Linked DNA regions of Mus musculus: region 1 is linked to region 2. A link is a contact called in public HiChIP or PLAC-seq data. All regions are on one chromosome and are shown on one strand. Each heading gives the region's core, a stretch centred on a gene start, on an enhancer-like site or on the middle of the called end of the contact. The rest is flanking DNA. Distances are from core to core; before and after follow the strand shown. Region 1 overlaps Frem1 (Fras1 related extracellular matrix protein 1). Region 2 overlaps Gm11266 (predicted gene 11266).

The links. HiChIP or PLAC-seq counts read pairs in DNA pulled down with a chosen protein or histone mark.
Region 1: a contact with region 2 is called in an H3K4me3 HiChIP or PLAC-seq map of embryonic forebrain, with 4 times the contacts expected there. The contact joins two enhancer-like sites. A contact is called at or near these places in 3 of 484 Hi-C or Micro-C datasets (embryonic fibroblasts, embryonic stem cells and uterus) and 6 of 115 datasets of contacts at active chromatin or transcription factors (embryonic basal ganglia, embryonic forebrain, embryonic hindbrain and 3 more).

The regions. Positions count from the first base shown.
Region 1 is chr4:82,912,956-82,920,534 of GRCm38.p6, forward strand. Frem1 (Fras1 related extracellular matrix protein 1) reads right to left here. Exons shown (of 37, transcript NM_001198811.2): 30 at 3,676-3,825; 31 at 1,665-1,885; 32 at 1,012-1,059; 33 at 578-742; 34 at 249-377. Among named protein-coding and RNA genes, the nearest start is that of Gm33260, 6.9 kb to the right of the region's middle. RefSeq lists an enhancer at 2,418-5,316. Within about 2 kb of position 3,231, at least 52 of the 459 cell types and tissues checked have an H3K27ac peak or open chromatin away from gene starts, as enhancers often do. A contact at or near this core is called in embryonic basal ganglia, embryonic forebrain and forebrain, where this site is marked.
Region 2 is chr4:82,529,880-82,537,097 of GRCm38.p6, forward strand. All of the region lies in intron 1 of Gm11266 (predicted gene 11266), which reads left to right. Among named protein-coding and RNA genes, the nearest start is that of Gm11266, 26 kb to the left of the region's middle. Within about 2 kb of position 2,707, at least 91 of the 459 cell types and tissues checked have an H3K27ac peak or open chromatin away from gene starts, as enhancers often do. A contact at or near this core is called in embryonic basal ganglia, embryonic forebrain and forebrain, where this site is marked.

The DNA of each region.
Region 1 (7,579 bases), core at 1,981-4,480, 380 kb after region 2:
TATAGATCAGGCTGACTTCAAACTCAGAGATCTACCTGTCTCTGCAGGAATTCAAAGCAGGTACCACCACCACCTGGCTTTATACTTTGGATCTTAAAAAGTCACTTCGTACCATGTTTCCCTCATGGCTTTCTAGGTATAATAAGAAAAGACATGTGCGATTTGAGAATCACACATTGAATCACGCTGTAAGCTCATTAAATGGCATATTGCTCATTAAAGGTGCTTAGCTATAGCCAATGTCCCACCTTGGTTTGGGGGCTCCAGGCTTTCCAGGAGATCCCATCACATTGATACAATCTGTGGGTGCTTTCTTCAAAATGAAAGAGTCCCTTTAAGTCCACAGAACAATTCTTTGGAAACAAGGGCCGCAGACCCTGTAGGCAAGAGTGGCAGATTAGAATTGATTTCACGCAAGCTGATAGCAGTTTCCTTCCTTGGGTCTTCATCTACAGTACAACATCTGTGTCAAGTAAACTGTCCCCCAACTTGGGGTCCATTTTGTGAATGAAGTGTGTTTGTGGCCCAGGGAACAGCTTGCTGGAAGGCAAACAGGAAGGAAGGAAGATTTCCATACCTGTCTGAGAAAGTGCAAATCAGTTGTGGATTCCACCTTATCAGCTAGAGGCAGCTCTGCCACCTTGATTGTCCTCTGTGGCTGACTAACAATGGATATTTTGGCCTTCCGTTTGTGAGCTGAGAATCTGTCGCCCTCTAGTTTCAAGGAAACTATACCATGGTACTTGAGGAAAACAGCAAACAAAAACAATGAGAGAAAAATAAACACTGAGAAAGTACACAAACCTTTTAATAATGATAATAAGCATTTAAAAGACAGCATCAAGGCAAAGAGACAAAAAGGATTTTTCTCAATCACCCAATCTTCTTTAAAAAAAAAAACTTTTTCAGAAAAAAAAACTTCGGGAAAATAGAGAAAGAGAAAAATATAATAGTATCACTTCTATGAAGACATCTATGAACTTAAGACATTTGGCAATTCTTTGTGCTTACATTGTAGATGGTGTCTGTCCCATTTCTACAAACAGAGGATGGGAGAACCTGAAAGCAACAAAAGACGTATGTGCGCAAAACCGACTTTAAAAGCAAGTAGCAGTATATTTTAGTAAGGTTCTGAAATAACTGAAAACTTAAAAAGAATATTTCCCGAGACTTTTTTTTTTCATGCCAGGTTCAATAGAATTTTGTAAACCATCATGTCTAACCACAGCTCATGATCATGCTGATTCCTGACAAGCAGGACAGAGAGGTGGCTTTCGTTTTCAGTGCATCTGTAGCACAGAGAGATTCAGGAAAGCACACAGGTACACACGTGCATGCACACACATGTGAGAGTGTGCCTGGTGGGCATCATAGCTTCCACACCCAAGGGGGTCACTTAACCGTGCTTCTGTTCTAGGACCACTGATTGTTCCCTATCTATCTTGATCATAAAAAGGAACCAAAGCAGGATTCACACGGCTGAATGAATGTGCCTACCGCTTCAGTTGGCACAGTTAGTGGAGTGGGTCAGCATAATGATATTTGCACATAAAAGGCACTGCATGACTCCACAAAGCACTCACTATGAGAATCCAAACCGTTCTGCACTGTATCAGCCACTTATCACACATCCCCACACACCCACTCCCAGTCTTCATCCTTACTGATTTGCCATTCCCCTGGGTCATTGTCTTCCTTTGAGTGAGGTCGGTGAGACCAAAACCCTGAAGAGCATCTCCACTGGTGAAAGATGGAGGAGGCCTTTCCAGAAGAGGAGAACCTGAAGTGGTGAGCGAGGATGAGCCTGAGGGCAGCGGATGCCAAGGGCCCTTCCCCCACGTGCTGTGCTTGCTTTGGTTGAAGGAATTTGAAGGATGGCACCGTCCTGGAGGCATGCAAGATGGCAGGCAATCAGTACACTACACAAACACATAAGCAATGGCGTTGACACAGTTCCTGGAACAGCTTGTCATTAAACCTAGACGGATGAATTTCCCACCAGATGTTGCCTTTTTCCCATTTGCCAGAAACTCCCTCTCTCGTCATCAGTTTCCACCTGGGAAAGCGGTATCCCTTCTGCACATGGATGGGGTGATTATAAACTCATGAAATCCATCCCACAAATCATAGATGAAAATCATTGTCATGGCTTGATAATCATTCCAGACGCTTAGGAAACCGGCTCACTTCCCTCCTGTGATCCTCCCCAACATGGAAGGTTTATTCACCGATCAAGTGCCACCCCCTCCCAACACTGGGAAAGGAATCGAGTTTTCCTCCAGTCTTTTAGAGGTACAAACTAGGATTGTTTAAAGGGAGCGGTGAACAAGCAGCAGCTGTAAAATATTTGCAATCAACTCTAAAGGGACAAAACCCTAGTGAATCTTAAGAGAGTCTCTACTAGAAACTTCAACAATGAATATTTCTGGGAAGGTGCAGAAAACAGCCCACCAAATACAAACAAACTAGCCAGTGAAGTGGCTCAGCAGGTGGGGATGTTGACCACTAACCCTGGCTACCAGAGTTTGATCCTGGGAACACACATAAGAGGAGAGAACAGATCCCCACAGGTTGTCCTCTGACCTCCCCACCAAACCATAAGTAAAAAGGAATTAAAGATTAAAGAACAATTACAAAACCTCAATTAACAAGAAAACAAAACGACCTGCCGAAAGAACCTGGCTGAATATTTATTTTATTTTTAGCAGCACGGAGATTCAACCACGGAGCCTTTTGCAGGCTAAGCAAGCACTCTGCCACTGAGCTACGTTCCAAGTCCAGAGCATTTTTGTTTGTGTATATTTCCCACACTCAATGTGAGTGGAAATTCCTGCTGGCCAAGAAGTACACGTGGTGTGGAGAAAAGGGGGATGAGAGATGTCATGGAAATGTGGGTGTACAGAGCAAAGGAGACAACACCCACTTTTATTATAAGGTAAGCAAGGGGACACCAGATTATAGGTAAGGAAGAAAACTGCAGATCACGGGGCATGACAAGCATTTAAAAAAGGCTTGAAATCGAGTGTCACGCTGGACACATAAAGTGTCACATAGATAAGGAACTGGAAGCAGAAGGACTTTGGCAGAACAAACCCTCAGAGCGCCAAGGGCTTTGCTTTTCGTTTTATTTGTAGGTTGCTCTCTAGCAGGCTCTTCCCAGAACCGTTTGGCTCTGCCTCACCAAGTCATTCATTAGTATTCTCCAGCTGCCCCCTGAATCCCCAGCCAGCTGCATCTTCACGTCTGTTTTCCTCCAATTCCTTCCCTTCTTAGAATTTTCCTGGTCACACTACAGTGGGGGCTCCTGTTTTGGGCACTGAGAGCTCTCCTTAACAGAGGAAAGATAATTACAGCCCTGCAAACTCAGGGGGGAAATAATTGTCCATAGATTCTCACCAACATTGTTTCCCCCTTGGTGAGAACAACAAATGGTTAGAAAAAAGCAACCAGGGCTCTGACTTGTTGCTTCGCTGCAGCCATTGCTCTTAGCAGGAGGAAAAACCACATGAAGCACACACCAGAATAAAGAACCCGGGAGTCATGGTGCAGGCGGCTTTCTTGACAAGAAATTACGCATTTTGATTTGAAGGCGTTATCAAGCATGTTGGCTGCTGCAAGCCAGCAGCCATGGCGCCAGGACTGCTCCTGATTTCAAGACGAGGATCAAAAGAATACCTCCTTTTGAGTCCAAAATTTTCACCGCCGCTTTTGTCTGCGTGCCAAGAACCGCATTCACAGGGGAGTTCAGAATTACTTCAAAGACCTCATCATCTTCCTCTAATCCGTCATAGGTAATTGCTATATTCCACATCTTAGTTGACATTCCTACAAGAAGTAAACATTTTAATTACTCTTTAATTGCTATTTCAATCACCTAGGTGTCAGAGAAATATATTAATTAACATGTCTACCGCTAGACTGCAGTAGCCCGAGTGAGCTATTGTACTGCCACCAACTCACTGAGGCCCTGCTGTTCTCCCAAATAATATAAAAAGAGTGCATTTGTTCCTGGACAATGATGACCGGCCTTCAATGCAAACACTGTAACAAAAAGTAAGCAGCATTACACAGGGGGAGGATAAAAGGTTAGTAGACAAAATCCCAGACATAATTTTTCTTCCAACCCCACCCCCTCTGTGCCTTAGAATAAATAGTTACTACGATTTGAAAATCTTAATAGTTGCAAAAATCTTAAGAGGGTGCAGCAGACAGAAGTGATTTTTGGATGGTACTTCAGGCACCTCACAGAATCCTTGACGTGATTCATGTACTCCAACTGCTGCCTGCATCGGCTGCTATCACCCCCACCCCCAGATCTTCTAGCCCATGGATGATTTTTCTGATTGATGCAATGTTCAATAGTTGCATACTCTCCTAGAGAGAATGTATGGGCTGAGGATTGTACCCATAGACTGGTCCAGCCTCCATGTCCCCTCTTTGTGTCTAACATGGAGTACAAACAAGTTTATTCCACATAACCTTCTGAACTTAACATAACTCTTCATTCGCTAAGATATCCCAGCCAATCTGTCCCATCAGGATGGAAGGCAAATTCAAATCGGAGACACAAAGTACTCAGGCTAGAAGACACTTCTGAAACAGTCTCAATCTCCAGCAGTGTGCATGATGGGAACTGTGAAACATCTTCCTGACTTACTTAGAAGGGAAGGTGAAGGCAGAGGTAAGCAAGCTGAAGGCTGCTTGGTGGCATAAGAGGCAGAGACAGGGACAAAGGACAGTAAGTTTACAGTTTAGGCTCTAGAGCAAAGCTTGGAAGTCTGTCCTGCCTCCCCTGCCTATGGGTGCTTCCATATCCATAAGTCTTTCTCTATACAGTGGCTAAACACTCTTTCCCAGCCTTCTCTTCTGAAAACTGACTTTTTTGCTTGCATGCTGATATGTCTGTTACTCTGTCACCTACATGACAGCCACCTTCTCAAAAGTATGTCTCATAGAGTTCTTATGGCCCATTCAGCATATCATGGATCCCTGCAGCATTCATTAGAAAGGATAAATTGTTCACTTCTGAACTGGGCTGCCTTTATAGGGAAAATGGGGGCATCTGCAGTCATTTTGGTAAAGAACAAGCTGGTGTCCGATTTATGATGCTTTCAGCATCTTCTGTGGTCTCAGATGATCTCTTTTTACAGTCTTTGCAAAATCAGAAGTTGAACTATCTAATATAAGACATTAACTAATTCCCAACTCACTGATGGACGAGTGGGTCTGCCAAAATGTGTGTTTTATCCCTAAGTGCTTCCCTCTGCACTAGACGCTATGGAGAACACCAGACATGCAGCATAAGCCAAGCTCTGACCTAAAGGAGTTTGAAACTTTTTGGAGGAGACAAATTGTCTTTGGGTACCCAAGAAGATTGGTCTCAGGACTCCCACTGAATGCCAACATCTGCAGCAGTTGCTTAAGTCCCTTGTATACATACCCTGTGCAATTCTCTTGTAAACTTTAGACCATCTGTAGATTGTTTATAATAGCAATATAATGAACACTTTGCGAATCTTGTACCTTGACCCAGTTAATGACAAGAAAACCAAAGGGTTCACAGTCATTACAGAAAGAATGTTTTTTTTTTCTGATTATTTTTTGATTTGTGTTTGGTTGACTAGGTGGATATGGGACCCAGGGATTCTGCAGCTCTTCTTCTTACCAGAAAAGTCAAGTAACTATTAAAAGCTACGTGTGATTAGCTGAAAAAATATACAGAATGCAGTGTGTGCACTAACTAGATGCCTATAGGATCCACATGTACAGATCAGAATGCAGTGTGTGCACTAGATGCCTGTAGATCCACATACACAGATTTGGAGGGAAGAAATGAGAAGCAATCTAAGGAAGTTAGCAAAGTTGAGGTTTGGGTCAGGGCAGTGGTAAATAGATCAGCTGGATGGGGAAGTTGCATCTGGGGAAAAGAGGCCACGGGTTGCAGGGAGATTCTATTCTATAGCTGTGTTACACCAAGTGGCTAGGTTTGGGCTTTAGACAATGGTTAATGAGGGAGGACATCACTGACATTCTGAAAGCAAACACTTTAGCAAAGTGAATTTGAGTGTCTGTGTGAAGGTTGGGTACCCAGAGACTCTGGGACGTTAGAGGCAGCCGTGGAAATAAAATGAGATGGGCAATGAAGAGGGATGAAGGCTGAGATTGTTAATATTCAGAGAACTGTTCTGACCACCAAGCATCATAAGGTTAGGTACAATTTAAATAAAAATCCAACACACAGAGACATATTTCCACATCTCAAACAGTTGTCCTCCTATTTGAAAATTTATTTCAGAAAGAAATGATAGTATCACTTTTTAAACAAACCAACCAACAAAACAACAAAAAGGCCTTTAAAGTTTTCACTAGATCTTTATGAAATTAAGAGTTTAAAGAGATCTTCTCTGAGTCTTTTCAAGAGCATCTGACTTGCTGACCTCCATTTTAACTTGGTTTCTAGCCTCCCAGGTGTGGGGGTCACTGCCTCAGGTTGTGAATGGGATTTTTCATTGCTGTTGTTTGGTCCCCTGCTTCCTTCACTTCCCAGGTGCAAAGTGTCCCTTAACTCCCTGAGATGTCTCTGGGTTTCTAGGGGGCTTGAACTGCCTCTTCCCATTTCCAGAAAACAAAAGGTGTTGGAGTGCAGAAGGGGTATCCTGTCATAAAAACACACCCATTTTATAAAGAAGCCGAGTTCCTGGATATTTTCCTACAAAGCAGATTTCTCTGTTGAGAGACATTTTCTCAATATTTTTCAGTAAATGCCAAATTAGAGAGCTGTTCCTTTGGAAAACATTTTGACTTTTCAGAATGATGACGATTTGATTAAGAATGCATCAAATCTTTCAGGGACATGTTTTAAAGGAAAGCACTCGTTTTCCTTAGAGTGTTTGCACAGGCACTGCAGTACTTCAGGTCAGAGCAGCTGAATGCCAGTCTCAGGACCCTGGTTTGCAAGGTTTGGTGAAGTGCTACAGGCAAGCCTTCATCCCTCCCCAGGAAGAGCTCTTCAGTCTCACAGTAACACACATACTGGATGATCCATTCTGTTTCTCTGGTATCAGGGAAGCTGATATTTCCAGAGAAATGAATAGATTGCTCCTGGCAAAAGTGATAGGATGGAGCTGGGGACATCTAAAAGAGACGAGGATTTACAATATGAAAGTATATAAACATTTATAGGACCTGTGGATGTGGGGGACTTTTTTTAATTCTCTAAAGTAAGGCTTCATGATATGAAATTATTTCTGGCTTAATAAATTCCAAACTCATGGGCAGCCAAGCGTGTGGCTTTTTAAAAAAATGTATAAAATGTGCTTGTATTATTCCTCAATGTATAAACAATCCTTAAAATCCTGAGACCATTTGGGGGCCCCAGAAGTCATTAGTAGCTATCAAAACAGCATGTAAACTCTTCTAGACAAACGGGCATTTATCTTATGTAGCGGAATCTCCAACAGATAAATTTCTGAGTCTCCCCTAGTGTGATACATTCCAGCTCTTCCAAACCCAAACAGAGTGCCTGGTGAGCTGCTGAAAACCTAACTTGCAACAAACAGCCATGGGTAATAAAAAGGGC
Region 2 (7,218 bases), core at 1,457-3,956:
GTACTTCATAAAGGAGAAAGCATTGTGAACTCTAATATACTTGTTTCCCGGCCTATAAATCAGTACATCTAACCAACCCTCAAAAAGTTTAGAGGAATATATATACATATATATACATATATATATATGTATATATATATACATATATATATATATATACATACATATCCACATTCCTAGAAATTCTGATTTAATTACATTGAAGGGAAGCCCAGACAGTGCTTTTATTTTGTTTGTAAGATTTATTTATTACTTTTATATGTATTAGTATTTTGCCCGCATGTATGTATGTGTGCTGTGTGTGAGCAGTGTTCTTGGAGACCAGAAGAGGGTGTCATATTCCCTGGGACCAGAGTTACAGATAGTGGCAAGCTTACTGATTGCCTGGGGAGGGTCTTAACCCACTGAACTCATTGAATTAACAAATGCCTTTCTGCCACCGTACAGCATGAAACCATGTAGTAGATAAAGAACATAAGTCAACAAGAAAATAAGAAAACAGAATCTCAGATTTCTTCTTAAATAGGAGCCCAAAAGAATACAATGGCGGGTTTGGGGGGACTTCAGAGGCTCTTAGCACCCAATGTCACACTCTATGGTCTTTCCCATCTCAGGCAAAGAGCTCTAAAGGACTAAGTGACTACCAGCACTCCCATCTGTCAGAACTGGGGAACTAAAAAGCCTATGCTTGATTGATTGCACAGGTTTTTGACACCTCGGGGATGCTTGGTGCATGGCAGCTGAAGTCTGCATGTGGAAGTCTTTCCAGGAAGAATAGACAAGTGTACTTGTAGTTTACAGAAAGGTGGTACACGCATGTCAGAATGCCCAAATGGGGAAAAACACAAGCAAGTTCTCCCAGCTACACCCTAAGTCTTTGAGAATCTGAGGACAGAGAAGCAAGAGCATGCGGTTGAGAGCTTTGGGAAAGGAGCTGAGGGATCCTCCACTCTGCCGGCATCTCTGTCATCCTCTCCCTCTCCATGGCTGCTGAGGTTGTGATCAGACAGGAAACCCACACAGGAAGCCAGGAAGTGTGGACATGGAGGGTCAGCAGAGCACACAATAAGACCATGGAGAAAGGAAGTTGGAGGTGGGGAGGTTTTCAGTGTGATTCTTCCTCCAGCCTGGAAGTCAGAGGCTCCCCTGGAGCTCCCAGGCCTAAGGAGGACTCCCTGCCTCAGTCAGCCAGAAGGCCTCTGCCCGTGAGTGCTTCCAGATGCACTGATGTGTGGAGCCCAGAACAGCTCCAGAGTCATTGCTGGCTAGGAAGTGACTTCCCGGGAGGGGGAGGAATCAGTCATTTTGACACAAGGTCAAAATACCAAGAAAACAGTATTCCCAATTGGGACTGTTCTGGGCCCAGCGCAAGAGTTCATTAGAACATACTATCCTCTCTCTCTCTCTCTCTCTCCTCTCCTTAGGCTTTCTGGCCAAAGGACTCTGTTGAGCATGCTTCCAAGAGCAGATCTCTGGAGATGGTGGAAGCATGCGCAGAGGGCTGGATAAGGATCTCCCTCTTAACTTTAGAAAGGAAAGACCCCGGAGAGGAGAGAATCCAGTCTAATGATTCTAGGGAAGAACACATGACCTCAAGATGGCACTTGGGCACAGACAGAGTAGACTGCTGGATGGCCCACAGGGTTCAGTCACTGAGTCAGACGGCAGTGAGGTTTCCCTTAGGACATGAAAATCAGACTTGCTCATGAGGCCTAAGCATATGCCAGGCTTGTGTGTGGTGTATTCATGTATGAAAAAACTCTCGTCTTTATAAAATCAACATGGGGGAGGCACATCAGCCTTCCTACACTTGCCTGATCAAGAAGCTGCCAGTCACACCCCTCCCTTCTCTTCTGACTCCCCCCCCCAAAAAAAAAAACCCCGCCACCAAATAAATACACATACATTTACATAAGTATATCTGTACACAGGTGTATATGTTTCTAAACAATCGTTTCAGTGCCTGGGTTTTGTGCAGGCTCTGTCAGAGCGCTGTTACTGAGCTTAGGCTAATCCAGCCCTACTTTCTGATACCATCAGCATTTCTTCATACTGCCCCCATCGCCAAGCAACCAAACAGCAAGAATATGTTTTGCTGCTTCTGGTTTTAACACTCAGCGATTTCTCCCCCTTTAGGAGGGTCCCATCTATGTCCTTGTCTGTCTGTTACTAAAATTAAGAGAAGAAAAGGAGTGGCTGGGGCCAGGGGAAACAAGTTTCCCTGGTTCTGTGCCCTGACCTCACAGTGCACGTGTGGTATGGGGTAGAGCGAGCACTTTCCTGGCCATGTTCTTCCTGACTGTGCAAGCCCTGCCTTACACATCTTCCAACAGTCAAGTGCCCCACCCCCCACGCCCCACACATCTATACTCTCTCTGCTTAAGACCACATCTTCATTCTCTAGACGATTATGTTCCTTCTCTAGTCCTTGGGAAAGCATTCTTTTTACAGTCTCTGTTCTAAACAACTCTCAAGAAGGAACTGAAGCCTAAGCTGCCATTGCCGGGGTACCCCTTACCTCCCATGCCCATGAGGGGTTGAGGGTGGCAGGCCTGTGACTAAATCAATAGCAACCCTTCCTGTGGGTGTGGGTGCCTGGTCTCACCCCTACTGCCGTTTGAAGAAGGGATGCAGGCCTGGGCCAGGCCTTCCTGAGCAGACACAGATGCCTCAGGAGGCATTCTGGCACAAAAGGGGTTATTTGAAAGAAAGCCTGAAAGGGGCCGAGGCTGTTGGCTGGGAGCTGGTTCCACGACACGGCCTCTGCTGCCGACTGTACTTGCCTCTGTCCGCTCTTTCCTTTTTCCATGTCTCCCTCTCCAAAGCTTTCTATTCACCCTACAAAGAAAAGCAATCCCCAGGCAAAGTTGTTTACAGTATTTTATGAAAGTTTGAAGGGGAGGGGGGAAGAAAAAGAAAAGGACTGGATTTGGGGGCAAAGGGGAGGGGGCCTGCTGCAGAGGAGAAGGGGGGGGGGGGTGAGAGAAAGAGAAGGCAGGCATGCATGAGAGTCCCAAGCGGTGCCAAGCTCCGAAGAAAGGGCTGCTGGGGCGGGGAGGGAGCATGCCAGAGCCTTACAGAAAAGGAGCAAAGAGCCGAACAGGAGGGGAAGGCTGAAATTGAAGTGCAAATGGACCTTGGTCCTCCTGGCAGAGACTGCTGCAAAGACAACACAAAAGGGATGCCTGGGCAAGGCACGGGGTCTGGGGAGTGAGGGGGACACTTAAGACAGAGCTGCTGAGATGGTCTAGGAAACAGACAGATAAATACATGCCAGAGGTGTTAGTGTGTGTGTGTGTGTGTGTGTGTGTGTGTGTGTGTGTGTGTGTGTGAGAGAGAGAGAGAGAGAGAGAGAGAGAGAGAGAGAGAGAGAGTCTGAGACAGTGAAATACAGTGAAAGAAAAATGAGACACACACACAGCCAGACCCCAAGAGAGACACAGAGTCACACAGAGAAAGAGAGAAAGGGATTTGGGAGGGGGTGGTAGGGTGGGAGTGGGGTGAGAGAGAAGGTCTCTAGCCAAATGGGGAGACTTGGCAGGTGGACAGGAGCAGCCGGCCAGGCCTTAGCTGTGCTTGCTTGCTGCGTCTAGTCTATTGTCGTCTCAGAGGGGGGAGGGGATTGTTTGTTTGTTTTGTTGTTTGGCCTCTTTGTCTCTTTTGTTCCAAGCAGTTAGTTTGCTTCTTTCCCAGACACTGGGCTGATGGAAAACCTTTATGGATTTTTCTTAAAGGGACAGGATCAGCAAGCACACCCATTTCTCATTCCCACACAGTTCCTACCCAAATAGTTCTAGTTTTCTGTTTTCCTTCCTCCCTCCCTCCCTCCCTTCCTCCCTTCCTTCCTTCCTTCCTTCCTTCCTTCCTTCCTTCTTTCCTTCCTTCCTTGCCTCCTCCTCCTCCTCCTCCTCCTCCTCCTCCTCCTCCTCCTTCTTCTTCTTCTTCTTCTTCTTTTTTGATCCTATTTTTAATGGAGAGTCAGTGTTTGTGCTATTTTATGCCGGATTAACAAGAATAAGTTGGTCAATTTCTTGGTACCCACTAAGCCTCCCCCCTCCATGGTTGCTAGGACATGAGGGGATGAAGGGGGAGACAAAAACAGGAGCACCCTATACACAAGCATAAACTGAAAACCACAACCATCTCTTGCTCCCTTTCCCTCTTAATCCAGGCCTGAGGGTTAGAGGTACACATGGAAGGACCTCACTGAGCAGAGTATGGGCTTTGAAGGGAGAGGTTGCTGGGCACCCTCTCAGCCCAGCTTCCTCTTTCCAAGCCCCCAGATGTTAAGCAGACCACCTCTAGGGGTTCTGAAAGTCTGCCTTGAGTCTCTCTCTGGCCTGGCAGCTCTAACCATCAACACACAGGCCAGAGGTGACTGACTCATTGAAAAGCAAAGAAACCAAACTCAATGGAGGGCTACCTTTAATAGAGAAATAGACACCCCTCATGTCTGACTCCCCACTGGAAAGAACTGTAGACCCCTGCCCTGTCTGACAATAATTCAAACAGGTTTGAGTATAGAGGAGATAGGGTCTGCAAAAGATGACCAAGTCTCCGCCCCCTGTGCTCTCAGTCTTCCTCTCTGGTTCTCCCTTGAGGGATCCAGTCAGCTTTTAGAAAATTTTTTAATCAATCTTTCTTTCCTTTACCTGCCTTAACATCTTCCTAGAAGTGCTGGCTTCTGCCTGTGGATTTGGAGGCAGAGGTTTGCCCTACAAGGGCTAGGTGTTCCTTCCTCCCATCTTAGGAGAGTTGGGGACTTAAGAGACAAGGTCTATGGACCCTTCAAACTTGAGGATAGCCCAGGTACCTCAATTTTTCTCTTCTTAATGCCCTCCCTTGGAAAGGCTTATTGCAAAGCTAGAGCAGAAGTTACCTGTTTTGTTTTGAGGGTCCAGAAAACCACTCCACCATGTAACCTACAATGGAGCTTTCTCTAAAAGGGTTTTGGCTGCAATGTTGACCAACAGTCCTGGCTTGGCCTTAGTGTTGGAACTCTCACCTGCTAAAGGAGTGGGTGTGAGGTAAGTTCCTGGCAGTCTGCATTTGAATCAGGCTTGTGCAAAGTTTGCAGTTCAGAGCCCAGCTGGAAGCCCGTAGCTAAAGGCATGCAAGTTAGAAAGAGAGCCTGCAAAATGGGGTGGGAATAATAGCCACTGGTTCTCTGCGAGTCCATATAGTTTCAAATTCACTATCACATAGTTGACAGGCAGCCATCTAACCCTGAACAAAAATAGAAAACTAATTCTGCTACCCCAGACACTAATCCACCCAGCAACACATTTGTCCCCAGGATGTGATTCTGTCCAGACATCTTCTGTGACTGAGGATAGGAGTCTGTCTGCCATGTGGGAGAATCAAGGCTAAGTGGGTGCCATGACCAAGTTCTATTTCCCTTCCAATAATGTCCTGGTGTTTAGGAAAGCCAGCCCAGGGTCCTTGGACCCAAGAGTAGGAAGCCATGCAGACTTGGGTAGATTTCATTCCATTCCCCACAGGCATCCCAGAAGCCCACAAGAGATCTAGTTTCTCTGGTACTTTCCCCTGGGCTTCTTGGCTTGGAAGTTTACTACCTCAGGGTAGTAAATTTGGACCCCTCAAATATTAAACTTCACCAGTCCTAGACAAAATAACACATTAAGTCACCAATCAAGTGAGTTGAGGTCTTATCTGTTCAAAGTCACTTATTTAGGTTCAGATAGCTGGGTTGGGCAACCCCAAGGGAGTGAACTTGTTCACCTCCAGTTCTCCTGTGTGCCAAGTGCTCGAGACAGTGATAGAACATGGTGTGTTGTCTACCTCCTAAATACTCATGTCTGCCTTGTGCATAGCTCCGAGCTCTGTGTGTGTGTGTGTGTGTGTAAAAAAGTGGGGTACCCCAGGAAGATGAAGCTAGGCCAGGGAGCTAGTCAGGGATTTCCCAGGTCTCCATGGAGGGACAACATGCCCTGCTCCAAGAGTCTATCTTCCAAGCTCCTGACTGGAAAACTGGGAAGCTGTACTCCAGGCTCAGCAGGGTGGAACCTTAAACAAAATTAAAGCAAGGCAAAATAAATTTGAAACCCAACCTACAAGTCCAAGGGTCCCTGCTATAAGCGAGATGGGGGTGGAGAGGGCAGAATGCAAGGGCCTCACAGAGGGGCCAGCGAAGAAAAGAACTTCCTAGACAGCCAGAACCAGTCTGTGCCTTTCAGAGACTCCTGCTCTTCTGCCGGCAAGGTTTGGACTGGGGAAAGGTGAAGGTGGCTGGTGGGTGAGAGGAGAATAGGAGAAGGGGGTAAGGGTGGCTACTTTACTCTCCCTGTCAGAGCTAGCTGAGGCCAACTTTAAGGGGTCAAGGTACCAGAAAACTGCAAGTTTAGATAGCTTGTCCAGTGACAGAGGCTTTGAATTTGCCACAGTCTCTAGATAGGATGTGAAGCTGGGAAGAAGGGAGAGAGAGATTTTTTGGAACACTGGAAACAGGGCCAGACCTTGATACCCTTAAAAATCAAAGAGCCCAAGGTCACATCTGCCCACAGCTCTTGACGTAGGGGCTGGTGACAGTGGGGAGCCTGAACTGGTTCCTAAAGAGAGAGGTAGGGTAAGACCAGGATTCCTGGCTGAGATGGCAAAAGGTACCACTAAGCAAGGGCTCAGAGAAGGAGCAGGGGAAAGCCTGTCTCCCAAGACAGTTTTAGATCGTCCCTCCCGAGGGGCCCAGTCCCCGGTCTCCTCCACCCTTCGAGGGTGGCACACGCGGGAATCTTTGGGCCATTGCTAGCGGTTTCCTGACTTTGCGTCGGGTCATTGCGCACCACGTGCATCAATGGCCCCAGGGGAAGAATTTCGGCTAGCACTCCCTGGAGAAGAGGACTATGCTGGCCCCAGATTGTACAAGCGGGCCACCAACTTCTCCCTGAGCTTCCATAAGGAGTCATGAATCGCAGTGCACGCGAGGCTCGCGGGTTCCATGCTCGCCCTGGCACATCGCTCTCCCTCACTGTTCAGCGCACCAACAGAACCGGGACTGCAATTCTGTTCCAAGCCAGCGCAGCTCACCCTCCTTGTCCAAGGCTAGGGCATTTTGAGGAAGGATCTTCCCAAAGGAACCCATCTCTCTAAAGCGGGAGTAGGGTTCTTTAGTAACTCTCTGGGGGTGGGAGGTAAATCAAATTGCCTGTGGGCTTGCAGCTGGAAGCCAGCTATTTAGGCTCGCTGAGCCTCGTTCCTAAC